2 separate regions of the Macaca fascicularis genome follow, and region 1 is linked to region 2. The links are chromatin contacts, called in public Hi-C maps. All regions are on one chromosome and are shown on one strand. The core of a region is the stretch at or near the end of the contact, and the rest is flanking DNA. Distances in the headings are between cores, read along the strand shown. Region 1 has its middle 340 kb from the start of CYP26B1. Region 2 holds the start of CYP26B1 (cytochrome P450 family 26 subfamily B member 1).

Region 1 (4,286 bases), core at 1,027-3,526, 340 kb before region 2:
CTGGTCAACCTCAGATGGCAGAACCGTGCAAGTATGCAAGGAGTTTGAGTGGAAGCAGCTGAGGAGAAGCAAGTGTCTGAGTGTTCAAGAGAATCTGAAGAGGTGCCTAAGATATGTCCAATAGAAATAGAGAGGATTCCTAGAGGATGAGGATGGAAAGAAGGGATCCCTGCAGAGAGGGAAGGTACTTAGAGATCATTGAAAGTGAGGGAAGAAGGAACTCTAGGACAGAAAACATGAAGGTGGGAAGTTGAGTTGAGGGTGTCATGGAAGTCTAAGTAGGTAAAATAGAAAGACCCAGTGACTCTGGATGGAAAGCTACTCCAGTTCTGGAAGCTACTTCAAGGGCATGCTTCTGGATAATAAAGCACATTAAATTAGAACCTTCTCAGCCAGTGTTTGCTCCTGGTTGTAAAGAATAGGTCTGTTTTGTCTTTGGCCACCTGTATAGTAGATTGTAAAATGGCCATAAATTCTTCCCTTCTGTGAATCCATGCCCTTGTAGTGTGACTTTGTAGATCCTCCCACTATGAGATGAAGTCTATTTCCCAACCTTTTGAATCTGGGTTGACCATGTTATCTACTTTAGATAATGGACATTAGCAAACATGACACAAGCAGAGGCTTGGAAAGCACCTTTGTGCATTGGGGCTTGCCCTTGGCTGAGCTTAGAACATGAGACTGCTGTGAATGAGCCTGAGGTAGCCTGCTGGAGGATGAGAGACCACATGAAAGAAAATTGAGGTGCCCGTCAGGCGTGAGTGAGGCTATCTTTGTTAATCCAGTTGCTAGCTGACCATCAGCTGACTGCAGACACATGAGGAAGCCCAGAACTGCCCAGCTGACCCAAGGATCATGCACTAAATAAAATGGTGGTTGTTTTAAGACACTAAGCATTGGGGTTGTTTGTTATGTAGTAAAAGCTACACTAATTCAACCCGAATAACCAATTGTGTGTTAAACTCATGAATTGTGTTTAGTGAAGATTTTCAGAATAGAGTTGAACTTCATAGACTCCACTACTTAGAGAAAACAACTGAATAGAGTGGATAATTGACAATGGGGATGCTGATGAAGGGTGGTAGCAATGGGTGTTGATACTAGCAATGGTATTGATGATAATAGTCATGATGATGGTGATGGCAATGTATAATAATGCTTGTGAAGGTGGTGGTGATGGTGATCCCAGTGATGATTGGTGATAATAATGGTGATGTTTGTGAAGGAGGTGGTGACTATATAATGATTGTGGTGTTGGTATTACTAGTGGTGAGGCGGCAATGATAAAAGATGGTGATCATGGTGGCAATGATTGTGGTGATGTTAATACACTTGATCTTAGCCAACAGGCTAAGAAGCAATGTAGTTGTGTTAATAGTAGTGATTATAACTGGGGATGATTGCTGTGGTGGTGGTGGTGCTGACTGTCAATGATGGTGATGGTGATCATGGTGGAGATAATGGAGATAGTGATAAAGATGGTAGTGATGATGAGAGTGATAATGCTTATTGAATGGTGGCAATGTTGGTAATGGTTGTGAAGACTGCAGTGATGGTGGTAATGATGGTAGTGATGAAGATGATGGTTTTAATAGCAGTAAGTTGATGATACTAGCTACAGATATGCCCAGATCTTTATGGCCAGTATGCCTCTTGGTTTGGGTTTCTCCTTCCCATTAAAACCCAACCCCAAAACCTAGCTCCCAAGTGAAGAAGGATTTTCTGAGCAAATTATTCTATGAGCTGAGAAGATTAGAACTCCTGGCACCAATTTCTTTCTTGAGAAGAATTGATGAACCAGAGCCAGAGTAGAAGTGAAAGGATGAAGGGCCTGTGCTGTGAGCACTGATTTGGCCTCTTTGAAGACAGAATGAGAGAAAACACATATAAGGGCACACAGCAAGACTGGTCAGCTGTAGGATGAAGGAAGCAAAGTGCATACCCTCTCAAGCCAGAATCCACAGATCTGGGTCCCTGGATGCTTTTCCCTCTGCCCTGGAGAGAGCCCCACACCTAGGGAGAGAGACATGAACAGTGAGTAAGTCCATGGCCCCATTTGGCCAGATGGGGCCACTATGGCAATGTGTCAGGGAAGACCTCCAGGGACCAAAGGCGCAGGCTTGATGGGGATTGGAGTGCTTATCACACCTGCCATCCAAGATGGGAGGAGCCCACCGTGGCTTGCTTGGACCCAGCCACTCTCAGGGTGTGAACCACAGAATGCACTGTGGGCTGGAGGATGGGAGAGGGTGAAACGAGAGGCTGATGACAGGCTGCTGGCTTCAGGGGACAGTGTGATCTACCGGGCCATGTGGAGGTCAGCCGTGGGGAGGACAGGGCGGGCCAGAGCTGGCCCAGCTGCAGTGCAGCTGTTCACTGACCGGTCATCCAGACCTTGCTAAGAACTGGAAATGCTGCAGTGTTTTACCACCCAGCACAGGCCCTCCTTCTGGTCAGCTAGATGCAGCCCTTGCATCTCCAATCATCCCCAAGACCCTGCTCTGGAAGTACAACCCATGTTTCTCCCTGGCTGAATGGGACACCCCCCATAATTAAACACAGAGACACAACTGGGAGCCCAGTGAAGTATGTAGGGCTGGGGATGTCTTGTCTGCATGGCAAAGGCCCCTACTCAAACAAGATTCTGAGCAAGACCCATGACAAGTGTCAGCAGAACTGGTGAAAGAGTAGGGGAGGGTGAATCATTGATTTAAAAAGAACCAAGGAACTAAGTGGCCAGGGCTTGTGGAAGGCCCTGAGATGTCTATGGACTAGGAAATAAAACGCTGAAAGAGGTTCAAAGGCACTGTGGAGGAAAAGGGGACACAACTTCTTGAGGCCCAACTGGGTCTTGAGAAAGCTGCAGAGTTTCTGAACATGGGTCAGTGCCTTCCGTTGGCTTGAAAATGAGTTCATTTCTGTACCTGGGTCTTAATCAGGGCATACCCTGTAATAAGATGCTTGCACCAGTGGGCGACTTGGAGCTGAAATGTACCAGGCCAGACTCCATTCATCAAGGCCTGTGCTCTGCTGTGGGGTTGCATCCTCCCTGAAGAAGGGGCATCTTTTCTTAACCTCACAAACGCACTGTACAGGCTAATGAAGCACTGTTCTAAATGTGCTTAGAGTGTCTTTTCCAAACCAGGTTGGCTTTGTCCCAGTTGCTCCAATATGTCCTACAGGCTTTAGCCAAGCCATTGGAAGGGACAAATGGGACAGTATTCTCCAAGCTCTTCCCCAACGAAGGCCTGTGGTTAGTTGAGTCAGCCCGATATCTGCAGCGAACACAGACAGGTATGGGGAAAAGAAAGAGAGATCAGACTTTACTGTGTCTACATAGAAAGAAGTAGACATAAGAGATTCCATTTTTGTTCTGTACTAAGAAAAATTCTTCTGCCTTGAGATGCCATTAATCTGTAATCCTACCCCCAACCCTGTCCTTGCAAGAGACATGTGCTGTGGTGACTCAAAGTTTAATGGATTTTGGGCTGTGCAGGGTGTGCTTTGGTAAACAAGTGCCTGAAGGCAGCATGCTTGTGAAAAGTCATCACCATTCTCTTAATCTCAAGTACCCAGGGACACATACACTGCGGAAAGCCGCAGGGACCTCTGCCTAGGAAAGCTAGGTATTGTCCAAGGTTTCTCCCCATGTGATAGTCTGAAATATGGCCTCGTGGGAAGGGAAAGACTGATCGTCCCCCAGCCCGACACCCGTGAAGGGTCTGTGCTGAGGATTAGTGTAAGAGGAAAGAAGGCCTCTTGGCAGTTGAGATAGAGAAAGGCATCTGTCTCCTGCCTGTCCCTGGGCAATGGAATGTCTCAGTATAAAACCGGATTGTATGTTCTATTTACTGAGATAGGAGAAAACCGCCTCAGGGTGGGACGTGCTAGCGGCAATGCTGCTCTTTATGCACTGAAAATGTTTATGGAGATGTTTGCATATATTCATATCAAAGCACAGCACTTTTCCTTCAATTTATTCATGTCACAGAGATCTTTATTCATATGTTTTTCTGCTGACCTTCTCCCTGCTATGACCCTATTGTCCTGCCACTTCCACTTTTTCCAAGATGGTAAAGATAGTGATCAATAAATACTGAGGGAACTCAGAGACCAGTGCCGGCGAGGCACGGGTCCTCTGTATGCTGAGCGCCAGTCCCATGGGCCCACTTTTTCTTTCTCTCCACTTTGTCTCTGTGTCTCATTTCTTTTCTCAAGTCTCTTGTTCTACCTGACGAGAAATGCCCACAGGTGTGGAGGGGCAGGCCGCCCCTTCAACAGGGTCC
Region 2 (4,405 bases), core at 197-2,696:
GCGACACGGCCAGCAGCAGCGTCACGGACACCAGGCACGCGGCGAGGGTGGCCAGCGCCGACACCAGCTCCAAGCCCTCAAAGAGCATGTTGGCGGCCGCTCGGGGGATTGGCTGTGCCGGCCGCGGCGGGGGAGGGGAGGGCCAGACGGGAGGGGACCGGAGCGGCGGGGGAGGGGAGGCTGCGGCCGGGGGTCCTGGCACCTCCAGCCGAAACAGAGAATGAGGAGGAAGGGGCCGAGGGAAGGGGAATGGAGGCTGCGAGGGGAGCGGAGAGAGGGAGGAAAAAAAATTGCCTAAAAGAAGAGAGGAGACACGAGGCGACTGGGGGTGTAACTTTGTTTGTTTGTTTGTTTGTTTGTTCCTTTATAGCGGGCTTAGGGGCTGCTCAAGGGGTGGTGAGATGAAGCCGTGAGTCAAGCTGGTGGGTTTGCTCTCCCCGCTACCATCACACTCGGAAAACTTTGGAAAACTTTGTCCAGAGGGAGCCTCTCTCTCGTAAGCCCCTTTCCCTGCTCGGGAAAAAAAGAAGGGGGCAGAGAGCTAGCGGAGAGGAAGTGCAGTCGATTTGTCAAAAGTATTGCAGTATGGCCCCCAAATTCCTAGGTAAAAAAAGAATTAAAAAAAAATCCTGAATCCAAAAATTCCAACGAACCCAGAAACTTTGGGGGCGAGGGAGAAAGCTCCCTGGCTGAGGCGAGTGGAGAGGCCGGAGCCCAAATGTCCCTGGGCTGCCCCGGGCGGCGCGCTCGAGCCCCAGAGCCGCCGCGGCACCCCTGAGGCAGGAGCGGCGGGCGCGGCGGGCGAGGCGGCGAGGCGGGCGCTGCGGCCCGAGCGCGGATGCGGAGCTGGAGGGCCGCTGCCGGGACGGGACGCAGCCGGCGACAGAGCCCCGGGCGGGCGATGGGGCGGCGGCGGCGGCGGCGGCGGCGACAGCAGCGGGCGGGAGGGGTGAGGCGGGGTGGGGTTGGGGGAGGAGGTGGAAAACCCGAGCTGGGCTATTGTATCAATTAAGAAAAGGCAGTCCGTCCCGGGACGCGGTCTCTCGGCTCTGGAGTTGCTGTTAGGGGAAGAGAGGGGGAAAAAAGAAAGGAAGGCAAAAGGAATGAAAGAGGGGGAAAAACAGGAGGCAGGATTTCAGGGCTGGTGGTTTTAAAAGCTTCTCTCAATGTGAATTTGAGTCCAAAGCGAGGCGATGCGTGTGTTTATATAGAGGCGGGAGGCTGCGCCGTGGGCGCCCAGCCAGCAAACCCCCCCCAAACCGCGCGCTCACAAAGCCGGAGGCGTGGTGAGAGGCCGGGCCCGCGGCCGGAGCTGTAGAGTGCAGCCCGGCCTCCCGCCCCGCCCCGGCCGCCCGCCGCCCGCAGCCCGCCCGGGACCCACTTGTAGCAGCCGCAGGATCAAACTCAGTTCACCTCTCGCCTCCTCTTCTTTCTCGCCGGCGTCTCGCTGAGCCCAGCGCCTACAGACGGACGAGATGAGACACACGCGCGCGCACCTACGCGCACACACACACAAACACATACACGCGCGCACACACACACACACACCACACACACCTCCGCACACACACGGTGCGCACTCGCTTAGTGCCTGCTTGGCTTCTAGGCTCCTTCCCTTCCTCTTTTCCTCCTCAGGTCAGCGGCCTCCTCCTCCAGCTCCCAGCAGTCCCTCCTGGGCCGGAGCCCCAGCAGCGGAGGTCCGGCCTGACTGCCCCCACGACTGGGAAGCGCCCAAAGCCCTCGAACCTGTGCCTAGGGTCCCGAGCTTCCAACCCGCGGGATCTTGCTGGCTCCTATCTCCAGGGACCCCTCAGTTACTAGTCCCAATCCCCCTAAGCCAAATCCCCCATTCCCGATCCCTACATCCTCACACCTCCGATGCTAAGGTCCGTCCCCCCACCCCCGCCATATGTCTCTTACCCTACGGAACCTGGAGGTTCCCCAGTCCCCGTCAGCGTCCCAGGCTGCTGACTCTGTAGCTCCTCCTCTCCGGCATGTAGGGACCCCCTTCCCCTGCTTTTGTAGTCCCCATCCACCGCCCGCAGCGTCGGGGAACCCCGATGCTGGTCCAGCAAGTGTCCTGCACGGGGACAAACGCGGCGGCCCCGGTACCCAGAGGCGGGAGAAGACGGGCACAAACGTTCATTGATACAAATTAGTAAATAAAAGTGCCGGGTGAGCACGGCCACCTTCTCAGCGCTGGCAGTAGAGGGCCCGGCGCGCGTGCTTGTGTACGATGTGCGTGTGGCCCGGGGCCGCACCTGTGTGTTCGCGCGCGTGGCCTTGCGTCGGCCCGAAGTCTGAGGAGCAAGGTGGCATGTCTGTGGGTTTGTGTATTCTTTCTAGAGCCGTAAGTGTGTCTGCGCATCCGTGCATCTGTCATCTGGCCTCTCCTCCTGCGAGTCTGTGTTAACGTGGAGCTGCGCACAGCAACCCCGGCACTGGTCTAGCTAGTGCCTGCCTCTCCCTCTCCCATGCATCCTGCTTCCCTCAGTCCCCTTGGCTCTGGCGTTCACTCTCGCACTCCGGGAACCAGAGTCGATATCCCATCTTTCGTTTAGAGTAGTGTGTGTGTTAACGATACTAGACTTCCCTTTGAACACTTTGCCTGCACCCGTACGAGTTATGCATTAGAGTTCACGAGACAAGAATGCGTGTGAGCGTCTAAGGTTCGTGCAGATGTGTTGTCCCTCCCTGGGTGAGCGCTTCCGAGGCTGGTGTAGCAAGAGATCTAAACGCTGGTCTAGCTCCTAGTGCTAGGTCACCTCGGCTTCACTCTCTGCCCTGGAACCCCACCTGGTGGGCAGTTATAGTACTACAGATTCGGGGAAACAATTCCCTCTTTCCCCTTTCCGCACTCGCCCTTCCTAGTGGTAGATAGGTCCAAAGGGCCCAGTTGTAGGTTCCGAAGCACCCCGCGCCTGTTGTCAGTGCCCTCAGACTTCCACCCCAGGATGCTTGGGGCCGGACACTCACGAAGGCCCTGTCAGGACCACTGTGGTCCCGAAATAGGGAGCTAGGAAGCATTCTCGGAGCACGGTGGTTTCACAAAACAGTCACATCTGAACAGGGCACATCAAAGTGCCAGAGCCACTCCACACCCTATCTGAGGATGAGGCTAACATAAAATGGGGTTGGGGGAGATTGTTGAGGCCTTGCTGGCTTGAAGAGCTCTAAGAATCTAGCCTGACCCTCAGACACAGCACTGGCCACAAGGTGGTGAAATGGGCAAGATAACCCAGGAAAACCCACCTGTGGAAATCTCCATCTCCTAAAGGACAGACACACACACAGCTTTATAGAAATGCAGATAGATGCACAGGTTGATACTGAGCACACACACACATACACACAAAGGATCATTGTCACAGTCAGAAAACACCCAAGACCTTCCAGCCACCAACCCAAGAGACCACGGGAGGTGTCTGCGGTGTGGGGATCACAGCCCCAGAAGTCCCCCAACACACCAGTTGCCTTCCTCCCATCTCCTTACTCCTGGGTGGGGGTGGCTTTTGTGCCCTTTTGTCCTCCACTGCCCACCCTCTTTTCCCGTTCAGGTATAGAGGAGGAGTTGGGAGGGACGTGGGGGAGAAATTCTGAGTCCTTACACCCTGTGCCAAGTGGGATCCTGGGGAAAGTCTGCAGGGATGGCACAGCCCCACAGCAATAGTCGCTGGATTTCCTAATTAGAACCACCTCTCTACTCAAATCTCACAAAGTACTTCGTAAAGATGAAAAGGAGAGCATGGTACTCCACTCCAAGACTTCCTGGAGGTGCTGTGGAGAGTGGGGGTGCTGAGGCCGTGGACAGGCTTGTGAAGAGGGTGGCTAAGATACAGAAAGCTCGGCAACTTTGCCAGTCAGATTCCATCAGAGGACTTTCTTTCATTAACCTCAGATGGACTTCTGACTCTGATCCCAGACAGAGCCCTGCTCCAAACCTCAGTCTAGCCTGTAACCCTGACCTAAAACAGACCCCTGAGCCAAATCCCAGAATGATCCTTAATCCTGGTCAAAGATTGACCCTGTCTCTAAGCCCAGACTGAATGCCAGTACTACCAAGTATCACTTTGGCCATGAAAGTGTGACTGGCCCCTTGTAGACTGCCCCAAAGCTGGGGCACAGCTCCACCCCTGAGGTGCTGGGCACACAAGTGTATTCCAGGGGAGAATATTTGCCTCATTCTAGCCTTGGGATGATAAGCCTGTTGGCTAATGGTCATCCCTCTCCCTCCGGGCTGATTGTAGGAACTCCCAGACTGCTGCCCCTACCACACACACACACACACACACACACACACACACACCCCTCTTTCCCATGGGCCCAGGGCATACCCCGAGGCTTCAGCTATTGCCTGCAGTGCTGCAGTTCAGGGCCTGAGTCACACGACCCTGTAGCCTTTCTG

Evidence for each region. Hi-C and Micro-C count contacts between places; a contact is called where the count stands out from the background.
Region 1: a contact with region 2 is called in a Hi-C map of liver, with 4 times the contacts expected there. The contact joins the enhancer-like site here to the promoter of CYP26B1 in region 2. A contact is called at or near these places in 2 of 2 Hi-C or Micro-C datasets (liver and skeletal muscle).

Annotation. Positions count from the first base shown.
Region 1 is chr13:50,128,676-50,132,961 of T2T-MFA8v1.1, reverse strand. No RefSeq gene overlaps it. Among named protein-coding and RNA genes, the nearest start is that of CYP26B1, 340 kb to the right of the region's middle. Within about 2 kb of position 2,276, at least 1 of the 6 cell types and tissues checked has an H3K27ac peak or open chromatin away from gene starts, as enhancers often do.
Region 2 is chr13:49,789,980-49,794,384 of T2T-MFA8v1.1, reverse strand. It overlaps CYP26B1 (cytochrome P450 family 26 subfamily B member 1), which reads right to left and starts at 1,446. Exons shown (of 7, transcript XM_005575617.5): 1 at 1,382-1,446; 2 at 1-1,058. The coding sequence starts at 88.